Regions from separate parts of the Gasterosteus aculeatus genome. Here region 2 is linked to region 1. The links are chromatin contacts, called in public Hi-C maps. All regions are on one chromosome and are shown on one strand. Each heading gives the region's core, a stretch centred on a gene start, on an enhancer-like site or on the middle of the called end of the contact. The rest is flanking DNA. Distances are from core to core; before and after follow the strand shown. Region 1 overlaps LOC144409417 (a long non-coding RNA gene). Region 2 has its middle 27 kb from the start of LOC144409417.

The links. A called contact is a pair of places that touch in the nucleus more often than the background predicts.
Region 2: a contact with region 1 is called in a Hi-C map of liver, with 2.1 times the contacts expected there. The contact joins two enhancer-like sites. A contact is called at or near these places in 5 of 6 Hi-C or Micro-C datasets (liver, skeletal muscle, tail fin and 1 more).

What each region holds. Positions count from the first base shown.
Region 1 is chr6:6,268,313-6,273,107 of fGasAcu3.hap1.1, forward strand. All of the region lies in intron 1 of LOC144409417 (a long non-coding RNA gene), which reads right to left. LOC144409416 (a long non-coding RNA gene) reads left to right here and starts at 4,631. Exons shown (of 2, transcript XR_013467857.1): 1 at 4,631-4,795. Within about 2 kb of position 1,464, at least 2 of the 9 cell types and tissues checked have open chromatin away from gene starts, as enhancers often do.
Region 2 is chr6:6,314,805-6,319,399 of fGasAcu3.hap1.1, forward strand. No RefSeq gene overlaps it. Among protein-coding and RNA genes, the nearest start is that of LOC144409417, 27 kb to the left of the region's middle. Within about 2 kb of position 2,202, at least 2 of the 9 cell types and tissues checked have open chromatin away from gene starts, as enhancers often do.

The sequences.
Region 1 (4,795 bases), core at 214-2,713:
TGTGCTAAAGGCTCCTCTGCAAAGTAAGAATTGCAGCTGTCAGACGAATCTAGTGGAGGAAAGGATTTAGTGAAATCTCTCTGGCGGGAGAAAGAAAAAAGATCATATCTCAAAAAAATTGATTTACTCCAGCAGCAGTTTCCAAAGCGCCCAAATTTCCGGTTTAATAAACCTTAAAAATAAATTGAAAATAATAAATGTTGGCCAGCAGAGATTCCAATGTCGCCTTTTGCACTGTTAAAACTGTCCTGATGGCCTAGATGGTGGAAATGGGAGTGAAGCACAAGCTGACAAAAACAGGAAGAGAATAAATGAAAGTGACGTATCAGTTTGACAATGACCTAAAAATCTGGGAATTATTAATATTCTGTGTGGGCTGCAAGAGCTTCAGCAACCATGATCTTTCAATCTTTCAGCGTCCATTAAAACACACACACGTGCACACACACATTCAGCTTGCTCTGACTCCCCAAGCATTTGTTTTTCTATCCATTTAGCTGACTGAGCATATAAAGTCTGGGAAAACTTCCCGAGCCAAGAACGGGATGACTCTGACTCATTATCACCTCCACATCTGCTGGTTTCACTCAGGATTCATTCCCCTGGTGCTAATACCTTTTAGATAACTTCATGCTCAAAGAAAGGGCTAGAGAGACAGCCGAGAAAGAAGAGGAGGGGGAAAAGGTGGAGGAGGAGGTGAAAGAGGAGCCGGAGGACACTCAACAACACTAGGGGGCAGTCTAACACAAAGCATTGCCCTTGGGGGGGGGGTCACTGGAATCCTGACTCACTACTATCATGGATAGTTGTGTGCTGCCTCCTAGAAAACAACAGCCGGCCCTCCTGGTTGTGTTTACACTGAATTCTTGTTCACACCAACCTTAAGAGCTTGGTCATCTTGTCTGCGACGGCTCTGTTTAACCCTCATTAAGCCGTTGGGAAGTTGCATAGACAAAAGGCCCGGAACGGACAGGCTTTATTCTGTGTTTCCTCCCCCCACCCCTGTTACATAAACAGCAAATGAGATAGCCAGCCACATCCTCCACATCAGATTCCATTCAATCTGCACATAATGGCTGTGGCGTGGCCGTGATGGAGGTCTCTCCGTCTTTCTCTTGGTTGGTGGGACCCCGGCGGCGGTGCTGCTGAAGCGCCTGGTTCCTTGGCGTGGCCTCGGGGAGGAATCAGAGCGGGAAGGAGCTGCTTCGGCGAGCCACAGAACAACGGCGGGCACCTCCGAGCCCACTCGCTCTGCACGTGTGCGTTTGATTTCTGAGTGTGCACTTGTGGAGGGGACTGCAAATGTACGTTTCAAGGGCCGCGAGCGCTAACCGGCCAACACTATGGCGGGAACTTTGCCGGCCGGCTGCCAGGTGATGCGAAAGGTCTCGAGGGAATGAACGGGAGGACCGGTTACCAGAACATTCCATTCATTCAGTACATTTAGTACACTCTGTGTCATACTGCATATTAATAGTTGAGTGAGATTGCATAATGTTGCATACGCGGCCAGACGGGGTGCATCTCATGTGCAGCAATAAACATTTCAGGGGTGTTGTGTCAGTGGTGACATAACACCTATCAAAAGACACAATGTGTTGTTGACGATGAGGCAGCCTTTCGTAATGTGTTATACATGACAATGTTGCCCATTCGTAGTGGGAAGCATGAAATGATTAAGTGCCGTAATGACAACTCTTAAAAGTAGTCCTGCATTCAAAGCGAAATGATCTGCCGCGTGTCCACCGCGACCGATACGTTCTTATTGTGCTAAATTGTCAACATTGATGTGTACGTGTACGCAGAGCCAGTCTTAACTTATACACACTCAGCAGGTCCCAGTAAAACCAAAGAACTGGAGTCCAAGCAAAAATATTAGTACTGGTAATAATAGTTTGTCATCTAAGAACACATTCTTGTAAAAACATTACGCAGAATAGATTAGTGGAAAATGTCTACAAAATAGGCTCATAAGCCAATAGGAATGTAGGGGGGCGGGCCATGAAACCCATAATTGATAGCTGGGACAGCAGTGAAACTTTTACAGTAACTATATAATATAGTTATGGTAATGCAGTAGGAATTCCACTGCAGAGTGACAGTGTTCCACTTTGGCCATGTTGATGTGACACAAGTAGCAAAGCAGACATGCTCAGTTCAACCCAAGTCTTAGAATAATACAGCCATTGGTTACTTGGACATGGACAGTACATCAAAAAGATGTATAGAGTCTACATATATATGTCCTTCTTTTTTATCCCTTTATCCGGATCTCCTCGGCTGTGTGTTTGGCTATGAAGGTGCGTATATGTGATCTAACACACCTGGTCAAGACTCCCCCCCCCCACAGCACACAATCACGTCCATGCGGCAGCCGAGGCGAACGGGAAACACCGTGCACAACACACACACACACACACACACAAACACGTTCCCACGCGTGCAGAGAGGCTTTCAACAACTGGTGTGAAGGAATCCAACTCCAGTGGCGGCGACCCCCAAAGGTCCCCCCCCCCACCAACCACCACCACCCTCCTCCTCTTCTCTTTCTCTTTCACCCTCTTCATCATATCACCCCTTTACGCCGCCTGCCCCGGGGAGACAGCTGCGGAAGACATTATGTTGTGCTGCGAATGCGTGTGAGAGAGAAGGATAAAAGAAAGAAGTAAAAGGAGAAAGATAAAAAGGGAGAGAGCATCCAGCACAGCCCGAAAGGCACACTGAACTTTTGCCGACTTACGTGTTTCCTGCAGACTCCCCTTTGAAAACATTTGCATGTGGTTTGAAAACAACCCCTGCGTAGCTCCGTGAACATATGTGTCGCAGATTGACGTCCGTCGGATAATATATGTGCATGCGAAAGAGGGGGCTCCGTTTGAGCTCATTTGAAATCCTCCTTGTACGTTTTTAACATCTACAAACGTTTCAGAATTCTTCACATCCTGTTGCACTGAGAAAGGGGTTCACTGATGGAGGGTCAATCCTGGAGTCAATCTTTATGCTTATTTCACCCGCAATTTCAAAATTGCCCTTTCGTCATAGAAAATTGCATTTCTTAGAAGAGAAAGAAAATAAACATTCAAATTCACTTCCTCTAAAACATCCAAGTCTGTTGCGACTGGTCTCCGCTGCAAATTACTCCAATCATCTTTATTATTATGGGCATGGAAGCTGTAGGCTTGGGCTGTGAGTCATGGGGAACGTTGCCCAGTCCGTCAGCAGCGGTATGGTTTGAATATGGAAGGTCATTTTCAACGTGTCAGGACGGCATGTCAACGTACACGTGATGGTCCATATGTTTTGTTCCTCTGATATGTTTCTGTTTTTTTTTATCCAGGGCTGTAGACCGTATTGAAGATTTTTTTTGTCATGGTTCTTTGCAGACATTAGGTTTTCTCAATAAAAGTACTTAGTTGGGTCTGGCAATGCAATGTGGTTGAAATTAATTTAACTCATTTTGTTGGGGTTAGCAACGCTGGAAGGAGTCATGTGGTGAACAACACAAGTGACATAAAACAGTTTTGCTTTTGTAATTTTACAAAATTAGATTTGACTTGTAAAACTTGTATAGTAATATTGAAAGACAACTTTTAATAAACTTTAAATAGTCATTCACATGAATCCATGTCATGAGTGTCCTCCAATGTGCGCTCCACTGGTATGTGTCCACAGTGTGTCTTCATGCCGATGGGTTGGTGGTTAGCTGTTGTATTGTGTGCAGGCGTATTTGCAAAGTGTTAATCATCGTGTGAGTCAGTGGGCTCTGGATGCAGCTTCTTCATTAAAATGTTAACCAGGCCAAATAGACAATGGAAGCACTGTTCCGTCCTGCTGTCCTCTCCACGCCGAACTGTGTCTCTCTCTCTCTCTCTCTCTCTCTCTACAACCCCTTCATCTTCCTCTTCATCAGATTGAAACAGCCAACGGCTCTGATTGTCGTTTGGAAAGCGCACGCCCGCAAACACAGACCCCTTTTTTTGGGTGTTTTACCTTCCGTCTCTTGCTGTATTTTAAAACGTTCTTTGAGGGTTTTTTTTTCTTCTTCTTCTTCTTCTTCTTCTTCTTCTTCTTCTTCTTCTGCATTTCAACTCTGTATGAACCTAAAAGTCACAAATCTCATTATGCTCGGCCACGCAAAAGATACTGAATTACCTCTACATGAGTGTGTATCTACGTATGTGTGTTGGTATCCGCTTGCAGACATGCATGCTTCTGTAAATGTGCCAGCTTGGTCTCTAAAAAAATGTTGCAGGAGAAAGAGAACTTTTGAATAAGGATCCATAACTTTGAATCTGTGACACATTAGGATAATATACAGGCATGCTTTTTGTTGCAGTTTTGAAAAGAAAAGTTTAATAAATCAGTGTCAGCTCAACATAAGTTACAAGAGTTACTTCAAAGGCTTCCGTTACGATATAGAAATCGTCCAAAAATGAACAGTCTGAGACTCTAAAGATTATAAAGATCTCACCTATATATTTAGAAGGATTTTACTGCCTTCAGCTGGTTCCCCTCCGTTTCAAGAGTGTTTGCTTATCGATTACCTATTACCGTTAGCATACACGCAGCCAGGTCTCAATCTTCTCATCCAACTCTCAGCAACGAAGCAGATCATGCAGAAGTTCATGCAAAGCCTGCAGCCTGTGCTTGTGCATAAACACCCTGGGTGTATTTTGGCTTGTAACTCCCAACATGTGTTCCAGCTGTGTAATAATAATCAGTGCAATTCAACCCCGAGAGCGTCCGTTTTCTTCCCCCAGGCCTGGTATCTGCTTCACCTGTCCTGGAATATCAG
Region 2 (4,595 bases), core at 952-3,451, 47 kb after region 1:
GAACTCTGGCCGCTCCTAGACCGCAGCCCTACCCAGAGCAGGAGGGAAAGTGGGTCAACAGAAACCGCACGCTGGAACCACCTGAGAGCAGCTGGGCAGGCAAGACCACCTCCTGTCCCTCTGGTTTTGTTGGTGTCTGTCAGACTGTCTTGTGAGGTTTTTTTAACTAGTACTAAACAGGACGCTGGCTGCGCATGCTGTGTGGGCCCAGAAAAGGCCTTTCAGCGTATGCATCGAATGAGCAACTTTCATTTATGAATGGGGCCCATGTCGGAACGTGGGATCCATTTTTTATTTAGTCTTTAGTCTGGCTGGCACTTCTCTTTCTGTGTGTTGCCCTTAAGGCTGATGAAGTAACCCTCACCCTGTCCACACACTATCGCCGAGCAGGAGGCAACCCCCAGCTCTTAAACTGAAGTCAATACGCTTCTTTTTTTTTAAGGCCAGCAGGGAGGCAAGCCCTCTGGATGCGAAAATGACTCTCTTCACTTCACATTTTACTACATTATTAATGTGAGTCGTTACTGTTTCAAGTCTTCTTTAACACAGTGTGATGTTCATTTCATAAACGTAGGTCCCATCTGGACTAAAATAGACCTTTTATGCAGGGTACACTTAAGGAGGGAGATACCATGGGATCATGTGTTTTCACATTTTAATGAAAAGAAGAACTTTAAAATAAAGACACGCAGCTTCCCTTGGTCTTTTACCTGACAGCAACCTGCTGCACTCTTTAATACTACTTTAGTACTACTAATAATATACTATTTCTTCTAACAAGATACACACAAGAGGGAAAGCTTCAGCATTCTGAGTAATGCTCATCTGTCCTATATAGTTTCAAGCAGCTCGTGGGAAAACTCAAGCAGCATAATGTTCACCTTCTGCGAGTTTCACCTGTACGCTACATGAGCAGATTATTCTACATATTTTGTCAGAATAAATCAACTTTTGCTCCGTGAACAATGTGCATATGTTAAATTCGAAGTTCCGCCGTAACCTCCGGAATAGTTTGTTTCCCAAATAAATGCGCTTTAAAGCGACGCCGGCGGTGGGGGGCCCATGCGTCTCTGCACTTAAATATTGGACGTTTTAGGGAGGACTGAGCTGCTTGAGTGTTTATGTCACTGTCCGACAGTCTCTGGGTTAAATCCATCGAGGGCTTTCAGGGCTCTAAATCAGAGCAGCATGCAACACGGGGGTTACGTTTCCGCCTGAGGCCTCCAGGGGTCCAAGGGCCTTTTTGTTTCCAGCCTCCAGCCGTGCCCATGCACACACACACCTACTCTAAAGCCCCCTTCTCAAAATATCTCTTGCACGCTACACCCTTGCATTTTGTTCCACCTCCACCCCCCTGCCTCTTGTCATCACCCCCGCCCTCCGCCCGGCCATACCGCCACCCCTCTTGCCCAGGCCAATGGTGAATTAGCATTTTATTTCCACAGCTTTACTTTTCTCTTAGTTAACCACCTCCTCTATACGCTCATTGCACCACAGTGGTGTAATTTTGGTAAAGGGGGTGAGTGGGTGGGGGGGAGGAGGGGGCTTCACTTCTCATTAAAAGCCAATAGACCCCTCCCGCACCCTCTCTCCCCCTTCCTTTGCCCATCGCTAGCTCACTCTGTCAGGCCCCGCCATGCATGATCAACCTCTGGTGTTCTGTCTGACTCCCCTTCACCTTCCCTTGCTACCGTCCAACTCCTGTTTGGAGGAAAGTCCGCCCCACTCCGGCGGCTTCGCCAGGGCTGGCAAAGAGGCCGCCACTCAACCAGGACGCGTTGACGAGGTGGCGCGCCGCGCGAATCCCTGGGCTCTCAGCCGATTCCAGCCTCGACACCTCGGTCGGCCACCCAGACCGAATCCACTGAAGGAAAGCTAACGGAGCTAACAGAGCCAGCACGCCGTTGCCTCGATGTGGTTTAGCCAAACTCCTGAGGATCAGCGAAGGATGAGGCACGGCAAAAAACTTGTTAAGCACATGTGCATACACAATATGCGCGGGCATATACACACAGATCTTCTTCGTTCCCCTTGCTAGTCACTAATGACGCATGATGTAACCAAAATTTGACTTCTTAATTCAATTCAATAGCTTGCCAATGAAGCCTTGGATTAAACGGTAAATCCCCCCGTGATATTTAGGGCAGCGCAGTGTGACCGATCGGGCCTGTGAATTAGATTTAACCCTGTAGTATTTCACACTGTCAGGTAATAACAAACAGACGTCACACACTAACCCTCAGGCCTACTGACTTTAAGCCAACAACAAATGTCTATGCTGCATGTCGTGGTTGTCCATCAAGGTGGTGCGTGTGAGGCTCAAATGTCACTTAGAAGGATAAAGTGTTTAATGCAAAACTCTTATTTTTCTCCTACTTTTGTTTCATGCCCGGGGCTCCTACACACCAAACGCCCCAAACCTGAGGCGCAAGTTTCACATACAAAAAGTACCGTCAGTTATACGTAATAGAATTAAAGTCAGCCTTGAGAAAAGATTTAAGAGATTATGTTTAATTTGCCGGCCTTAGATCTCCAGACAGGGAGTCCCACAGCTGAGGGTCCCGGAGGCTCATAGGGAGTCAGCAGATATACGAAGGAGCCAGGCCATTCAAGGCTGTAAAAAAGCGCAGTAAAACATTAAAATCAACTGTAAAACTCGCAGGTAACCAGATGTGTTTGACCCGCTGATACAGAATACAGTGCGTTGCATTAGTCAAGCCTGGAAGACATAAAAAAAAAGCTTGAATGACTCTTTCAGTGTGCAGATGAAAGGAATGACACCATTTCTTTGGTTGGCTGGTCCCGGTTGAGCAAAGCAGGACTCGCCTGAGTGTCAAAAGTCAGTCCCAACAACTCCCAGGTTTACATTCAGTCTTAAAAGCCTGCAGCCCCCCTGAGCACAAAGGGGGCCCATGAAGCCCTAAGAGCTCTCCAAACACCTGAGGGATAAAGTTCTGGAGGAGGGTCACGTTGTGTAATGAGAACAAACAAACTTTGAACATGCAAAAAAAACAAGACATTAGCCTCATAGCCTTAAATGCTAATATACCACTGTTAGCATCATAACTCAATACACAAAGAAAGACCCTGTGGAGGAAACAGTAGAGTTCACAAAGCGCTTTGTCAAACCCGTTATTGATACCCGGCCTCTTCGCTGTGCATCTTTTCTCTCCGGGTGTCGGGGAGGCCTATTGTCGTCCACCCGCCGCCCCTTACACGGCTGACCTTGGTGTCAAGCTCCCGGCCCCTCGCCCCGTCACCGAGCCCCTTCCCTGTGACTGCTGCATGATGGGAAACACAGTCAGCAGCGAGAGGGAGGGAAAGAGAGAGAGAGTTGGGGTTGAGAGTGTGTGTGTGTGTGTGTGTGTGTGTGTGTGTGTGTGTGTGTGTGTGTGTGTGTGTGTGTGTGTGTGTGTGTGAATGGGGGGGCACATCCCCAATCAGTGATGTAAAACAGAGCCATTGTCAGGGTGGCAGGGAGGGGAGAAAAGAAAACCCTGATTAATGCAACGGGGTGTTTGTTTGAGAGATGAAAGGGGAGAAAAGGGGGAGGTGGGTGAGCAACAGAGGGAGAGAGGATGATCAGGGCATGAGAAGGTTCTCAACACGTTAGAGAGTCTGTGTAACGTCCAGCAGAGGAGATCTGCTGAACATATTTCACAGTTGACAAGTGCGTGCGTGTGCGTGCGTGCGTGTGTGTGTGCGCATGCGTGCGTGGTGTGTGTGTGTGTGTGTGTGTGTGCGTGTGTGAGGGGAGGCACAGAAACTGATGAGGTGTAGCTGAAGTGTGTTCGCGTTGGCTTGCCTGGAAATATGTTGTGTAACTTCTCTGTGGGGAAAAAGAGAGGCGAGGGTCAGACTAAGGGAGGAGGAGAAGAAGAAGAGAGTTGGAATGCCATGACGGGGAAACAACTTTCCTCTCTTCCTTCCTGTTTTTTTTTTTTCTCTGCCTTTGGTATGTGTGAGTATGCACAACTTTCAGCGGCCTCCAGCTATCTGGTTCTGCCCTCCCTCATTCATATATCAACACAATTTCCATCGCTCCTTCCCCGTCCATGCTTTCTATAAACATCCCGACGCGTACTATTCTTGTATATACACACACATCCCTCCTCCTCTCTTCCAGACCTGGACTGGGCTCCACTGGCTGTTTGTAAAACCATCTGTGATTTACTAAACCAGGTTGCACCAATAAAACCTGAGGAATGTCCGAGATGGCAAAAACTTTTTAATGATCTCTGTATCAAATACTTCACATACAGTACATTCACACTATTTTTAAGGTGCTGTGTTCTTCCATTTGCTTGACTGGCAGGGAATTTGCCGTAGTGCTTCTGCATGTCAAACATTCGGCATCAAGCATATGGCTATTTCCTGGATTAAAAGTGCAAACCCGCTGCGAATCAAACTCAAAGTCTCAAAATACGTTTCCTCTGTCACAATAAGTTTTAGTGGTGTGACTCAATTTAATTTAGTGATGCATAAATAGCCAATTTAGCATCACACTGAATGTGAACATTTCTGAGCTATGAATCATTTCAGTCTTTATCACGCGTGGTCAGAAAAAAGATCACAGATTGAGTTAAAGTTTTGAT